Linked DNA regions of Mus musculus: all the other regions are linked to region 3. The links are chromatin contacts, called in public Hi-C and HiChIP or PLAC-seq maps. All regions are on one chromosome and are shown on one strand. The core of a region is the stretch at or near the end of the contact, and the rest is flanking DNA. Distances in the headings are between cores, read along the strand shown. Region 1 overlaps Hivep2 (human immunodeficiency virus type I enhancer binding protein 2). Region 2 overlaps Hivep2 (human immunodeficiency virus type I enhancer binding protein 2). Region 3 overlaps Aig1 (androgen-induced 1).

The links. HiChIP or PLAC-seq counts read pairs in DNA pulled down with a chosen protein or histone mark. A called contact is a pair of places that touch in the nucleus more often than the background predicts.
Region 1: a CTCF HiChIP or PLAC-seq map of the NIH/3T3 cell line shows a contact between it and region 3, with 8 read pairs. The contact joins two enhancer-like sites. A contact is called at or near these places in 1 of 39 promoter capture datasets (neural stem cells) and 1 of 15 datasets of contacts at CTCF or cohesin (the NIH/3T3 cell line).
Region 2: a contact with region 3 is called in a Hi-C map of uterus, with 2.7 times the contacts expected there. The contact joins two enhancer-like sites. A contact is called at or near these places in 1 of 15 datasets of contacts at CTCF or cohesin (the NIH/3T3 cell line) and 1 of 484 Hi-C or Micro-C datasets (uterus).

Annotation. Positions count from the first base shown.
Region 1 is chr10:14,015,578-14,020,404 of GRCm38.p6, forward strand. The region is part of intron 1 of Hivep2 (human immunodeficiency virus type I enhancer binding protein 2); the gene reads left to right. Among named protein-coding and RNA genes, the nearest start is that of Hivep2, 52 kb to the left of the region's middle. Within about 2 kb of position 2,439, at least 164 of the 459 cell types and tissues checked have an H3K27ac peak or open chromatin away from gene starts, as enhancers often do. A contact at or near this core is called in the NIH/3T3 cell line, where this site is marked.
Region 2 is chr10:14,054,956-14,059,947 of GRCm38.p6, forward strand. All of the region lies in intron 1 of Hivep2 (human immunodeficiency virus type I enhancer binding protein 2), which reads left to right. Among named protein-coding and RNA genes, the nearest start is that of Gm51759, 70 kb to the right of the region's middle. Within about 2 kb of position 2,331, at least 127 of the 459 cell types and tissues checked have an H3K27ac peak or open chromatin away from gene starts, as enhancers often do. A contact at or near this core is called in uterus, where this site is marked.
Region 3 is chr10:13,664,888-13,669,563 of GRCm38.p6, forward strand. The region is part of intron 4 of Aig1 (androgen-induced 1); the gene reads right to left. Among named protein-coding and RNA genes, the nearest start is that of Pex3, 110 kb to the left of the region's middle. Within about 2 kb of position 2,739, at least 40 of the 459 cell types and tissues checked have an H3K27ac peak or open chromatin away from gene starts, as enhancers often do. A contact at or near this core is called in the NIH/3T3 cell line and uterus, where this site is marked.

The DNA of each region.
Region 1 (4,827 bases), core at 1,189-3,688, 350 kb after region 3:
AAACTTGGTCGTCTGGAAGAGCAGCCAATGTGCTTGACCATTAAGTTACCTCTCCAACCCCAGCTGTGCTTTCTTTAGGCTCTTTGTTGCTGTGCATAATGCAGGAAGTGATGTCTCAAGTTGAAATATAAATCCCATTGTGATAGTGTTGTTTCTTTTTTGTTTGGTTGTTTTGAGACAGGGTTTCTCTGTGTAGCCCTGGCTGTCCTGGAACTCACTCTGTAGACCAGGCTGGCCTCAAGCTCAGAAATCCGGATAGTGTAGTTTCTAGTCTATAAGTAAGCAAGTTCCCTTTCTTTACAAGAAGAAATGTTTCTCTGGTAACAAGTTTAATTCCATAATGGATATGGAATTATTAAAAACAGGAGTGAGGATGGGAATAGCTTATGGGGCTCAATCTTGCTCCCTGGGTTGACGGGTGCTATCTCCGTGCAATTGGAAACAAGGCTCAAAAGGAACTTGCCATTGGTTGACTTGCCCATGCATAGGCCAGCATGACTGGAGGCTATCATGTCGGAGTCCTTTAGCTCATTTTGAGCTATTTAAAAGCCAAGAGCTTGTGTAAAATTAGTGTATATCATCTTGGTTTCTGAGTCAGTAATTTATAAAGTATTCTCATTTTGGAAAAGCAGATTGTGTCTCATCTTATTATTTTTTGTTTGTTTCTTAAATTTTCTTTATTGTTTATTAAAAAAAAAAAAACCAAACAGTGGAATTCTGTAAAAGGAGGACTTATCATGGCCTCACAGCTTATACAGATGCTAATGCTTGAGCTGTTTAGACCGCTGCAATATGGATGACTTAACCGGTAGAAGTGCACATGTGTTTCTCCCACATTGCTTAGTGATTCTCAACTAGGGGGCACCCGTGAACGTTTCCGGTTAGGTTCCTTAAACTAGGCCACATACTGTTGACACATATGCATAGGAGAGAAATTCGAGCACTCTGTGAAAAATCTTTGAACTAAAAATAATTTTCACCTGTATTTATAGCCCTGCTATCATACTTGAGGAAAGTGGTGAAGAGCTTACCAGTAGAGAAAGGTGTCACCTTTGCTGTTCCAGAGAAGTCAGATACTTCTAAAACAAAAGCCCGCAATGCTCTGTCAGAGTGACAGTCTTGTTGCTAAGAGCCCTTTGCTAGTCGTGTAGGCAGGGCAGCCAGTAACATCAGGTACTGAGATCAACTCTATCACAGATCCCTTCTGTGTGGCTGATAAATTTGCATGACAACAGTGGAAATCTGCATTATTCGGAGAATCGCCAAGTAAGGCTAACAAGGAGGAGGACATAGCAAGCAGGCGAGGTGTTCAAATCCTGAGGCTGAATTTTAGGGTCTGTGATAGCCAGTTTCCTTCATTGTTCGCCGTAGGAAACTTGGAGGGGAACATTTTTAGATATTCAGATAGAAAATATGTCAAAATCCAGCCTTTTCTGATCTGCAAGCTGCACATATGTTTGAGTAGGATGGGAAAGGAACAAATAACTTGAATTATTATTATAATTGTGATACACGTAAAAAGATATTTTTCTCCTCATAAAACAACAACAACAACAACAACAACCTAACAATCCAGGCTTTATGCCATCATTAATATTTTGTCACTTGCTTGGTTAAGATCTCATCATTTCTTATTTTCATGCACCCATTTGTTGAACAGTGGTCATGCTCATGAGCTATTAATCTTAATGAGCACATAAATGTTCCACATGTAGCAGGTGTATGTAACACACACCATAATTATTCCTATAAATGATCCAACCACTTCTGAACAATTATAACCGCAAAGACAGGGAGCAGAATGTCAGCTTCTGTGGTGTACCTTGTTATTAAGTTTTATTCCACTTAAAAGCATGTTTTCCAGAGACAAAAGATTCACAACTGCAGTTTGTACTATTTTCCTACCTTCAGTTGAGGAAACAGCCATGACTATGGATCTCCTGTGGCGACTATGTATCTCCTGTGGTGACTATGTATCTCCTGTGGTGACAATGTATCTCTGGACTGCTTGAGTCTAATGTTCTTAGGCCATGTGTGTTATAAGCAGAAATTGTGCTTTGAAAGTTGTGAGTAGAATTAACAATGCTGTGGCATTTTGTGAGATGGCTGGTTGGTACTGTTTGATGCTTAGAAAGAGATGCTAAAACTTACTAAACAGCTTGTTACGGTGGGAGCATGTTTAAAGCAACTATTCCTGGTTCTGTCTGTTGAACTTAAACTTCAGCCACTTACTGTGGCACATTGACTTCAGGTCTGTTGTAAGAAAGTCTAAATGTAGGCTGTTGAATAATCCCTTTGAGGGCCCTGTGACTATTTTTATGCCTGGATATGCGTCATCAGTGGGTATTTTCTCTGGTGACTCGCTTACATCAGGTCTCCTTCCATACATTCTCCCAGCGAGTGACTTATGATTGATGGGAGCCACGGCTGTTGTTTAGCTTTATCTGTGACCTCAGCGAGTGGACAACAGGAATTTCCAGGCTGTTAAATTCCCTGCATGCCTGAAGACAGGGGCTCACGGTGTTGATCAAGGCAGGTAGTGAGGGATATTATTCACCAGTGATGACGGGGGAGGGACAGAAGAAGAAGGGGGAGGGAGAAAGAGGGGAAGGGAGGGGAATTCCTTTTGTGAACAGCCGAATCCCTGGCTCAGCTCTTTCCTTAGCTCTTCGCTGTGGCTGCCTGTGGGGAAAGGTGCATTTCCGGACCGAGAAAGTGGATAGTTAGAACCCCCGCTGTGGGCAGCTGGGGGAGGAGGGTGGCAACTCTGGGTTGGATAGAGCTGCATAGGATTCTAATTAGTTAAGAGGTTGCCTTTCATATCTGCTGGAAAGATCCATGAGCAGCTGAATTGTTGTTGCTGTTGTTAGCCATGAATAAGAGCAGAGGTTCTAAATTTTAAGATGTTGAGTAGGCACAGTGATAAGAATTTTGTGTTTGAGTTTAGTTGGCTATCCATGTAGCACTGATTTTATTTTTTAACCTGCACCTTATTTTGACAAGCTATGGAGACCTGTGCATTTGTGTATATGTGTGGAGATGAATTATAACTAACACACAGGAATTTTTAATTTGCTTCCTTTCCCACTTTTTTTTTTCTTTCGAACGAATGTAAGATTACTAAACTGTAGCCAGATTGGCCCCAATATCTAAAACGCTGTGTGTGCTCTCCCCCAAATGGTCTGTCTGTCTGTCTCCACACCACTTCTTTCCTCCTCTTTATCTTCCTGTCTTTATCATTTCCTCCTGCTACTTGTTTGCAGAAGTGATTCCCAATTTCCTGTGGCGTGAAGGAAGGCGGGGCTTAAGCAGGTGGGTGGGGGTCACATGTGAGGCAGGGCACACTAGGCTGCCTCTGTGGGTGGCGATCTTTCTGGTGATGATTTTGGTTTCTTTAAATGCCAATTAGACAAAATGTAAACACTCTTTTTACTGAAATGCAATTATAACATTTACTCATTTAGGTAGAATTACTTTTCTGGTCTTTTAAGACGATTTCCACTATGAAAAGAAATTACTGATTTTGCTTACCAATTTTGTTATTTCCCCCACACACCCCTTCCAAAATCAGGGCATTTTCTCTTAATGTAGCATTACCAGTCTTACTGCAACAACTTTCTTGATAGTTTGCTTCCTAGGAACCAAATTAGGAGATAATCTCTGCCTCTGGTACCCTGAGAAAGAAGTGTGGGGTGAAGAAACTGTCTGGAAGTATTTTATTCATAGCTCTTTGGTTTCATTCTGTTCCATGAAGTGGGCATGGGACATTTTGTAATTATTTTTGTCTCTTCCTTTCACATGAGCCTTCCTAATGGCAAAAACCTATCACCTGCCAAGTCATGTTGTTTCAGTTTTGGTCATTTAAAATTCGAATGACTGTAGGAGAAAGAAAGAGAGGCAGGTGCCAGGCAAAGCTCACCTACCCAAACCCTTTCCTTTCCCTTTGAGAACTCGCTCCTTGGAGAAGCAGGGTGACTCACAAGCAAGCAATTTATCGCTTGAAACTTGTGAGAGATTGAAATTCAGAGCTAGGGGTTTTGAGTCATTGGTAATCGAATAAATTAAGCTTCCTTAATGCATCTGATTAGAAAGAAATCACTTAAACATGGGTGAAGCCCTCTTGGTTGATTCCATTGAAGTATCTCCCAGGTGTCACTGGCAACTCGATTTGCTTTTTGAGGAGTGACAGTGTGTGGAAAGATCCATCTGAGGGGTAGGATGCGTCTATTCTCCTGTGCTCTGTGGTGTAGGGGGTGTCCTAAGGAGGTATACAGTTCTCCCTTTCTTCAAAATGAATGTATGCTTTTATGTGGAGGAGTGGGAGCGCAGAACCAAACACGGAGGAGGGCTATGCATTTTTCATTAAAAATACATTTCACAGAAGAATATAATTTGTGTGGGAGGGAATAGCTGCTTGTCCCTTGATTGCATTGTGCTTATGCCATATAAGAACTAGTTGAGTTTCGGCAGGATATCCTCGTTTTTTGTAATCTGATGACGGCTTCTATTTGGAAAAGAGAATATAATTTTGAGGCTGCATGCTGATGGGTAAGAGTAATTGTTCTCTTTTTGGCAGAGCTTAGCATGGAATCTGCTTTGGCATTTTTATAACTATATATGTAGCTCTATCCTTCCTCCTCAGCCCCGCTTTCCCTCTCCCTGGAGGATGATTTCTGTAATCCTCAGTACTGTGACACTCTAAAGGTGTGATGGTATGCGTTTGATGAGCAAACCTAAGTTAGAGCAAGAGCTTGGCTGCAAATGGCCTTTCTGCTAAAGCAGATAGATCCCGAACCCAACCATGAGTGGATTCCATTGTGTACTTGG
Region 2 (4,992 bases), core at 1,081-3,580, 390 kb after region 3:
GCTAATTTTAAAAATATGAAGCCTTAGCTATGAAGAGTCAGCTGTAGTTAGGGTGGAATTCTTGGAGCTTGGATGTGGAGAGGGTGCAAAGTGCCCTTATGTAACCGTCTTTCCCTTTTGGCATCCATAATAACAAGAAACTCACTTCCCGAGGTCATCTCACGTTGAGCAAAAGAGAAAAAAAAATTAAATACATGAGTAAAAATTCCATTTGGCTTTTTGAATATCTCCAAACTTTACATGGATCTGCAACTTGGATGGTTTTTGAGTCTTGATACTGGCTTGGCTGTCTTTTATGAGGAACAACAAACAAAACATCCTGTTTTTCGAACAGTCAGTACAAGTCCCAGGAGAATAATCACAGAAATAGCGAGGGTTCTTCCTATATCAGTTAGAAGCTTTAAAATTTCCATTACTGTTATGTTTTTCTTCTAAGCCCTCTTCAGGAGTGACTAAAACAAAATCGCTTGTGACCTTGGGACCTGGAGTTCTGCTTAGTGCTGGCTGCCCACTGTCACTGTAATAGTGATCACTATAAATGGTAAATATTTGTCAACTTGTGTTTTCTGTCCTCTTCCCTCTAGCAGCTTCATGTTTTGTAGGCTTACCACAACTTCTTTAAATGCTTGCTTATGTCAACATCAGTGAAAGTGGAAGAGAAAAGAGATTTTGAAAGGATCGTAATACAGCTTTAGGATTGATGCAGGGGCCAGGACGGTGATTCAGAGGCTGAAAATAGCTCTTCATTTTATGCAATCAAGTAAAACACTGTACCTTGGCATCCCCACACCGGATTAGCAAGGAGTTGGAAGTTATTCCTCCCTCAGCATGCCATTAGGGATGACAGGCGGAGCTATGATAAACTGCTTGTTTAATGGAGCTTATGCTGCTGGCCTCACAGCCGTGATGTACAGGCCCGATTAGCGCTGAGTGACCTCAACTCGCATACATTTCCTCTCGAAAGAGACCTGACAGGCCCTCTCTGTTCTAATGAGCCTCTCACAGGGGATCCACCCACTTTAAGGTTGCAAGAGTCTCTGCTGTTTGTTCTGTCTGAAAGGATCTTGAAGGGTGGCAGCCTTCATCCTTCACATACCAAGACCATGGAAAGGAAGTTTTTTTTTTTCTTTCTTTCTTTCATAGGTTTGTAGTGCATGCATGTTATGTGTGTATGAGTTAGAGGTCAACAGTAGGTGTTTTTCTCAGCCACTCTCCACCCTATTTTTTGAGTCAGGGTCTCACTCTGAACCCAGAGATCAACCATGAGACAAAACCAGCTAGCCAGAAGACAGAAGGCCACCCAGCAATGGGTGTCTGCCGTTATATGTGTGGAGCGCCTGGGGTTGGGTCTCAGATCTTCAAGTTTGTACTGAAAGCCCTTTTCCAGCCCAGATTGATCTGTTCACAGAACCCTAGTACTGGACAGGGGTCTGTTTCCGGTTCAGTCTCCTGTTTGCTTACCTTTAAAACTGTGAGCCGAAGTTGAGTCCCCAGCTAATTCTGTTTCTGTTGAGTAGGTCCTTCTCAAGCAGGAGCCTGTGTCATGCTTGTGAGCCAGAGTTCGAAGCCTCACCTTAAACCCTTGTTACCTAAAAGGGGACCTGCGAGCTGTGCCCTGCCAGATCATACAGCTGTCAGGTTATAATTAACATTCGAGGTGACTCTTAATTAAACAGAATTGGTGGGAAATATCTGGGAGGCTGTAGCAGCGCTACCGTGATGTTTGCATTTAAATGTTTGAGATTATTCCCCTCACTTAAAGCCCATGTTCAGATGGAGGAGGAGGGCGCCACATCTCACTTAGCTCTATTGTTTTGGACACTGGCTGCAGGCTATAGGGACCAGAGTGCTTTCAGCTTGCATTGTGGTGTCTGTCTTTCAAACAGAGAAGTTGGAGAATGTATATTCTTTTCCTTTTTTATTTCTTCAAAGAGATTAAATCACGGCTCTGACAGGAGAGGGCAGGATCTCTGAGAAGACCTCCCCAGTGCTTGGAATTCATAGATTCTACCAGGTCCCTTCCCTATTGTCCCAGGCAGTGCACTCCCCAAGAGGCTCCCAGCATCTTTGGCTGCAGGCCAGCCTCCCAGGGCCTCTGGCTTTGATGTGCAGTGCAGGCTGTCCTCTGGCCAGGTTGTTGTTGCTGTGGCCTGGGCTTCACTCACAGTGAGTGCCAGGAGGGATGTCCTGTCTGCAGTATACATTTCCATAGCCCTAGTCCTGAGGCCGAGACTCTGCCTTTGACCCACAAGGGGCTGTCCTTGACTGCTAGGCTTAGCTGTGCTTTCTTCTGGTGTCTGCTGGAGGCAGGTTTGTACCCCGCCTGTCACTTGGGAGGAAGATCCACCCCTCTGCGTGGAGGAAGACAACAAACAGCTCCTTGCCAGGTCTATTGTTAGTCAGAAGGGTTTTCTAGGCCTGGTTCAGGGAAACCAACTCAGCCAGCTGAACAGCTTCCTCTGGGGGATGCACTGTTGACCTTGTTTTAGTCTAGGCCTGGCAGCAGGATTCCCAAAGACATCAGTCTGGCAAGGGAAGTCTTACTCACCTGAACCCTGTTTCAACCACAGCTCCAAGCTCGTTGTTAGAAGCCATGCTATTGCACATAGAACCTCTTGACTTCTGGTGGTCCCCTGGGGCAGTTCTAAATGTAGGGGATACCTGAACACGGAAGATTACAGTGGTAGCTAGCCACCAAGGAGTATGGAATGGTTCTGTACGTTCCAGGACGAGCCCAAAGCTGTGCATCCTTCATGGGTGTTCAGTGAGGGAGAGTTATTACAGATGGTCTCTATTGAGAAGTGCCAGTGCAATTCAAACAGAAACTGCCTCAGAATTCTGTCTTGTCCTGATTTACATAGCAAGAGTCACTTGCTGTGTATCTCACTAGATTTGGTAATGATATTTCCCACATAGGGGAGACTGTTCTAGCAAAGCCCCACCTCCATGACAGCGATTTCTTTTTTCAAGTTTATACAGCCTCAAGATGTCATGTTTGGTTTTGTTTTTCCTCTTAAATTCTTTTTACAAGAGCTCACGGTGGGGTTTGATTTTTGGTTTTGTTTGTTTGTCTGGTCACCTCCAGTGAAACTACTTTGGTTTTGCTTTTGCTGTTGTGGGTTTAGCAAAATGAGATCGTTGAAGTTGACTTGCTCACATGACTTAGTTAAGGGAGGGTACCAGGAAGGGCTCTGAGGGTTCTGAGTAGAAAGTGGAAAGGTTTGTAGAAGGCAGGCTCCGTGGTCTTACCAGGGATCACCTGTTTGTACAGTAATCTTACGTTCTACAACTGTTCATAAGTTAGATTTCATTTAGAAGCCTTACCCTGACAACACTTTCTTACCATCAGTGAGTGCGTGAATGTCTGGGCCTTAGTGGGACTGGTGGAGGGAGATAATCCACTAGAGAAAGCTGAGTTCCAGGGCCCTACCTTGTACCAGTGTCATAATAGGTATCTTGTGATGTTCAAACCTCCGGGTTTTGAAATGACAGGATCACGTGTTGCCTAAGTTCTGATCTCTCTTGTGGGGACAGGTAGCACAGCGGAGTTTGCTAGAACAGGTGCATCTCCCGCTGGGTCAGCTGACACAGTAAGCCAGTGAATGTTGGTATGAAGCACAGTACCCGGTGGCATTCCAAGCCCAGTTCTCAGTGTTTTATTGCGGCGATAGCGTCTGCTTGTTCTATGGCCAATGGAAGTAGAATGGGGAGGTAGCTAACCTGACCTAGGGATGCTGGTGTGTCGGATCCTAGTAGTCCTTTCCCAATTGCTTCTCTTGCATTAACTGGTGGCAGTTAGGCCCCCACAGCCCCGAGGTACCTTCTTCAGAGTAGTCTCACTGGGCAAGTTTTACTTTGATAGATCTTTTCAGCTCCCTCTTGCTCTACCACTGAATTCATTGTGCAATATATACACCCTAATGTGGGCTAGCAGGAAAATGTCTCAGAGGCAGTTCAAAGAAACCCAAGGTATAATTCATTTATGATTTCATTCTGTATCTGGGTATGTTGCTTCCTATTGTCAGCCAGTGTGGGAGGAAAAGGAAGAAGGGTGCTGTCGTTGAGGGTGTTGTGTGGGTATGTGCCATCCCAAAGTACTTTACAGGAGAAGAGACATTTATTTTTGCAACCAAAGTAATATTCAGACACTAACAGAAAATTATTAATTATGCCACAGTTAAAAAGTTGTTGCCTAATGCTGTTAAATTTGTTGCCATTAAAGACAAATGTTGACCAGAGACATTGTGTATACACTGGTATCCCTGTTTAGAAAAGGAATGGATAGGTTTTGCTCCCAGGCTTACAGCTACATTCCTAACACTGTTACTGTTGCCAGTAGAGGTTACTTGCACAGGCCTTAGGCAAGCTATCCAGTCCTCAGCATAGGCTTGTAACTCTCAGACCTGAAACTATTAGGCAGAGCTGAGGTTTGCCTTCCCTGGTTAACAGTGAATTCTGGCTGGAAGTCTCCAGTGATGGGAATCTATGACTCAAAGCAGGTGTGCCCTAGTTGGCTAACTCTACCTTCTTGCTTGCCCTGGGAGCCCTTCTCCTTCATTTCTGTCTGCTTCCCATTCTACCCTAGTGCCTGTATCCTCAGCATATCTGAAGCCATTGGCAGCTGATGCTTGCTAGACTGAACTCTCCCTAGTCTCAGCAGTTATCATTCTTAGGATCCTTAGCACACATGTTAGCATTGAGCACCCACTTTTAAAAACACACACATACACTCTCTCTGTCTATCTCTGTCTCTCTGTCTTCCTCTTTCTGTGTATGTATGAGAGGTAGGAGGGAGGGAGGGAGAGAGAGAGAGAGAGAGAGAGAGAGAGAGAGAGAGAGAGAAGCACTGTTCAGTGTTCATATCATAGACTTCCTTCAGTGACTAATGGAAAATCTGGTACTTAGCACGCATTTGTAGTTGACTGGCTATTAACTAGAATCTTGCTTCTCAGACTTCGGCCCTCATCTTGGGGGCCTCATTTCAGACCTACA
Region 3 (4,676 bases), core at 1,489-3,988:
ATCAATCCCTTATACTATTGATACTCTGTTATGCTTGCAGACCGGAGCCTAGCATAACTGCCCTCAGAGGGAGTCTACCCAGAAGCCAATGGAAAGAGATGCAGAGACTCAGAGTCAAACATTAGGTGGAGCTCGGGGAGTCTCATGGAAGAGTTGGGGGAAGGATTGAGAGACCCATTGAGAACAGGGACTCCACATAATGACCAACAGAGTTAACTAACCTGAACCTTTGTGGGCACCCAGAGACTGTACTACCAACCAAAGAGAGAGCATGGGCTGCACCTAGGCCCCTGCACACATGTGATAGATGTGCAGCTTGGTCTTCATGCAGGTCCCCAACAACTGGAGCAGGGGCTGTCTCTGATTCTGATGAAGAGGGAGGAATGGGAGATGGAATCTGTGAGAGGGGATACTGGGAGGAGGGGGTGCTGATATTGGGATGTAAAGTGAATAAATAAAAAAATAAAAAGAAAGAGGCTTTTAGCTTGTAAGACACACATATAGACTTATGTGCTATAGTGGTGTGTAGCCAGCTACACTTGGAAGGGTAGCGACTATGCTTTATGGAAGCCCTTCTTTAGTGGAAGGTGTTCTGTTTATATCATTTTTACGGAGGAGAATGCTGAGGCCCAGGAGGTTGAGCAGTGGAGAAGCTGGGACACCACCTCAGAAGTTCAGTTCTTAACTTGCTTAGCTGGCTCGGCTACTGCTCCAGAGGTTAGCCTCTGACGGATGGGAACAGGATCCTGGAAAGCCTTTAATATGCTTAGAAACCAAAAATGGTTTAGGCATGAAATCTCTCTATAAAGTTTTCCCCCTCTTAATATAAAGGCAACTCACATGATCATTATGGAAATCGTGTGAGATGTAGAAATGTTGCAAAAATGCAAGATAAATCACTTTTAGTGAAGTTTTAACACAAGATTGGATGTCTTATAAAACTCAAGGATCACATTTTATGACTTCCTTTGAGGAGAGGGGAAACCACCGTGGGGATAAAACGCTCCTTTGGAGGAGGCCATGACTTATCTCTTAAGAAACAGTTATACCATATGTGTACTTAACCTATAAGGACTCTATTCTTGCCAGGCAACAGCCTGAGTCCTGGATAGCATAGAGTATGGACACCAGCATCTTGACCCATTGCATCGCTTAACCCTCTGATGCTTCTGATGGCACTTCACAGGCAAGTCTATCTGCTCACGTGTTGACTGAACTGCCTGTAGATATGGTTAACTCAAGTACTATTTTGAAGGCTCCGTGGACTTTCTGCCCAGTACTGACTCCACAAGGACCTGATTTATTGCTGGAAGTTTCTTTTTTGTTGTGGTGGTGGTTGTTCATGGACTCAGTCATTTGTTTAGCCCATGAGTCTCCACTTGTGGGGTAAACAATAGTGGGTACGTAGGTGTAGTTATGAGATCGTGATGTGGTGAGTTTGCCTAGACTTGCTATTGAATAGGTAGCAGAGACTCAGATTCTGAAAAGATTCTTGCTTACATGGAAAATGGGCTCAAACGTTTTCTAATTCTAGGTATTAGCAGTGCTAGAAAATGCATCTGTTTGCAAACACCATGCAGAGTTATGTTGAAATACAATTTAGCTTACAAATAGAACTGCTGAAGCCTAATGTAATGTTATACATTAGGTGGTCATATCTTAAGACATAGTCATAATTTATTATTCACTAGAGATTTCTTAGTTATTTTCAGTGAAGCTAGTCCCACAGATCCCGAGTAGGCTTTCTGGGTGTGTGTGCCACGTGTCACACTGTACTCAGGGCTCTGAAGGGTCCTAGACTTGAATTAATGATCCACAGTCACCATTTTTTAATTGTTAATCATTTATTTTAACAAAGGGCCCTCCTAATATCTTTCATTTGGGTCTCACAAGTTACATAGCCCTGTGTATGTAGCTAAGTCTTTAATACTTTGGGAAAACTTCTAGTTCATTCATCTATTCTTGAATCACCTTGAACATTAGGGAATGTTTTTGATCCCGTTTCCAGGTTAGTAGGGTAGTTTCAACACTGGCTGAAAATATGATCTAAACTATGTGAATGAGGTAGAAGTTGACAGCAAGAACAGAGAACACAGCAGAGATAGAGGACTAAGTACATAATTAGTGATGTAACTGGCAGATAATTAGCTATTAGCATCATCAGCTGACATTAAAGTTTTTTTTTTTTAAATATCTGAGCAAATCAAATAAGCAGCAACAAAAGCTTTTCCAGTGTTACTCTTCATGTGGAAGTATATAACATTTTCCTGTACTCCATACAAGAATATTTTCAAGGTTACAAGTCCCTCCACCCATCCCTAGGGAACAGGCAAATTGTGCAAGCCTTTCGGAATGAATTCCGTCATGAGGTCATGAGGGAATGTGTTTTCTTCCTGGTTCTAAATCACAAATCTCTGAGTGATTTATCCACGAAGGCAGGCCAATAATCAACTTCAGAGAGTTTTCCTTTAGCACATCTCCCGACACATGCCTAAACCAGTTGCAAGTGATTCGTTTCCACTGAGAACTACTCTCTCCAACCTACCTGATTTTATGGTGATGTTTTCCTGGAGAGAATTCAATCTGAATTTCCCTCAATAAAACTCATGGCTGGTTTTCCTTAACTTTAATCACTTGGAACTTCTCAAAGCACACAGGTGCCAAACATCAAGCTGACACATTGAACACCGGAGGGAACATGTGTTCTTTCAGGAGGGAGGCGGGGACTCAGCAAGGGACCATTACGATCCATGTGATCATCGGAGTTGGCTGCTGAGAGAAAGCCACACATTCAAACTGGGAGGCGAGGAGGAACTGCCTGAATTCCACAGCAGATATCATAGTTTTCCACACTTTTGCAGAAAGTGACTTCACTTACTATTCTGGCCCTCCAAGGCATGCAATGCTTTTCATTGGGACAACTAACAATTCCTCATTGTCTTCCCGACTGTCTGTCCCATCCCACATCTCTCTGGCCACTTCTGGAGCTCCTGATTTAAGTAGTGCCCTGTGTGAAAACATCTCTGCTATTATCACAGTTTTGCTTCTGTTTATTCATTTTCCACTCAACATACATGGACCAGGCCTAAGTGGTGTCAGAGATGGGAACACAGCAGTTCATGGTGTAGATGTGGCCCATGACCAGAACTGACGGTCCCAGACTCAGAGCTACACGGCCCTGAAGTGACACACTACACTCGAACCACTGCTCAGGACAGCCTTAGAACATTGATATGTGTTCTTTCTAAAGTTTAATGTTTGTTTGTTACTCTGAATTAAATGTTCAAAAGCTCTAAAAGCTTTATGTTTAAAGAAGTCACAACACCCTGCCTCAAGAATTGCAGCCCTTAGCTGCCTCATCACACCTGGCCCTGCCCCTCAAGCCAAGTCACATCTAATTCTTTCAGCTTTTGCTTCAAGCCTTTGTCATATATTTATTTTTTAAAGAGTATACTGCATTCCCAGAGCTGAGGAACTCTGGGCATTTGACAGTTGCTGTGCAAACACACATTGTGTTCTTTAGTGATATGACTCTTAGTAGGGTGATCACACACCCTACTAAGAATTGGGTAAGCCCAATTCCTAGGACAGCTGGGCATCACAAAGTAAAACTGATGGGAAAAGAAGAGAAGGAGGAGGAGGAGGAGGAGGAGGAGGAAGAAGAAGAAAATAATTAACCTTATAGTTGGGTAGTGTCTTGGTTAGTTTTATGTCAACTTGATACAAGTTAGAGTCTTTTAAGAGGAAATCTCAACTGAGGAAATGCCCCTACTGAATTGGCCTGTGGGTAAGGCTGTGCTCTGTGTTCTCAATTGGTGATTGATATGGGAAGGCCCACCTCATTGGGAGTGGTGTTGCCCTTGGGTGCTATTGAGTAAGACACAGGGAGCAAGCCAAAAGGGAGCACTCCTCCATAGCTTCTGCTTCACCTCCTGCCTCTAAGTTCTTGTCTTAGACATATAAACTAAAGCCTTTCTTCTACAAGTTATTTTTAAGATGTCATGGTGTTTTATCACAGAGATAGAAACCCTAACTAATGTAGATGGAAAGTAATGGAAAGATGGTAATGGGAGGAGGTTGGGGCTGAAGCCATTGAAATTTTCTATAAGGAGAGAAACTGTTAAAAGCAAATAAAATTGTTTTTTGAAAAAGGTGCTCTGTTGGTGTGGGATAGGACACTCTGAGGTCCACAGATCTCCAGTGCTGTTCAAGTCTATCACCACGTGTGTGGGGAGCCGCCCTCACATTCGCCGTTACAAGATGGCGCTGACATCCTGTGTTCTAAGTGGTAAACAAATAATCTGCGTATGTGCCAAGGGTAGTTCTCCACCCCATGTGCTCTGCCTTCCCCGTGACGACAACTCGGCCGATGGGCTGCAGCCAATCAGGGAGTGACACGTCCTAGGCGGAGGATAATTCTCCTTAAAAAGGGACGGGGTTTCGCCATTCTCTCCCTTGCTCTCTTGCTCTCTTGCTCTCTTGCTCTCTTGCTCTCTGGCTCTCTGGCTCCTAAAGATGTAAGCAATAGAGCTCTTGCTCTTGGTCTCTGGCTCCTGAAGATGTAAGCAATAAAGCTTTTGCCGCAGAAGATTCCGGTTTGTTGCGTCTTTCCTGGCCGGTCGAGAACGCGTGTAAGATCTCCAGTGCTGTTCAAGTCTATCACCACATGACTCGTT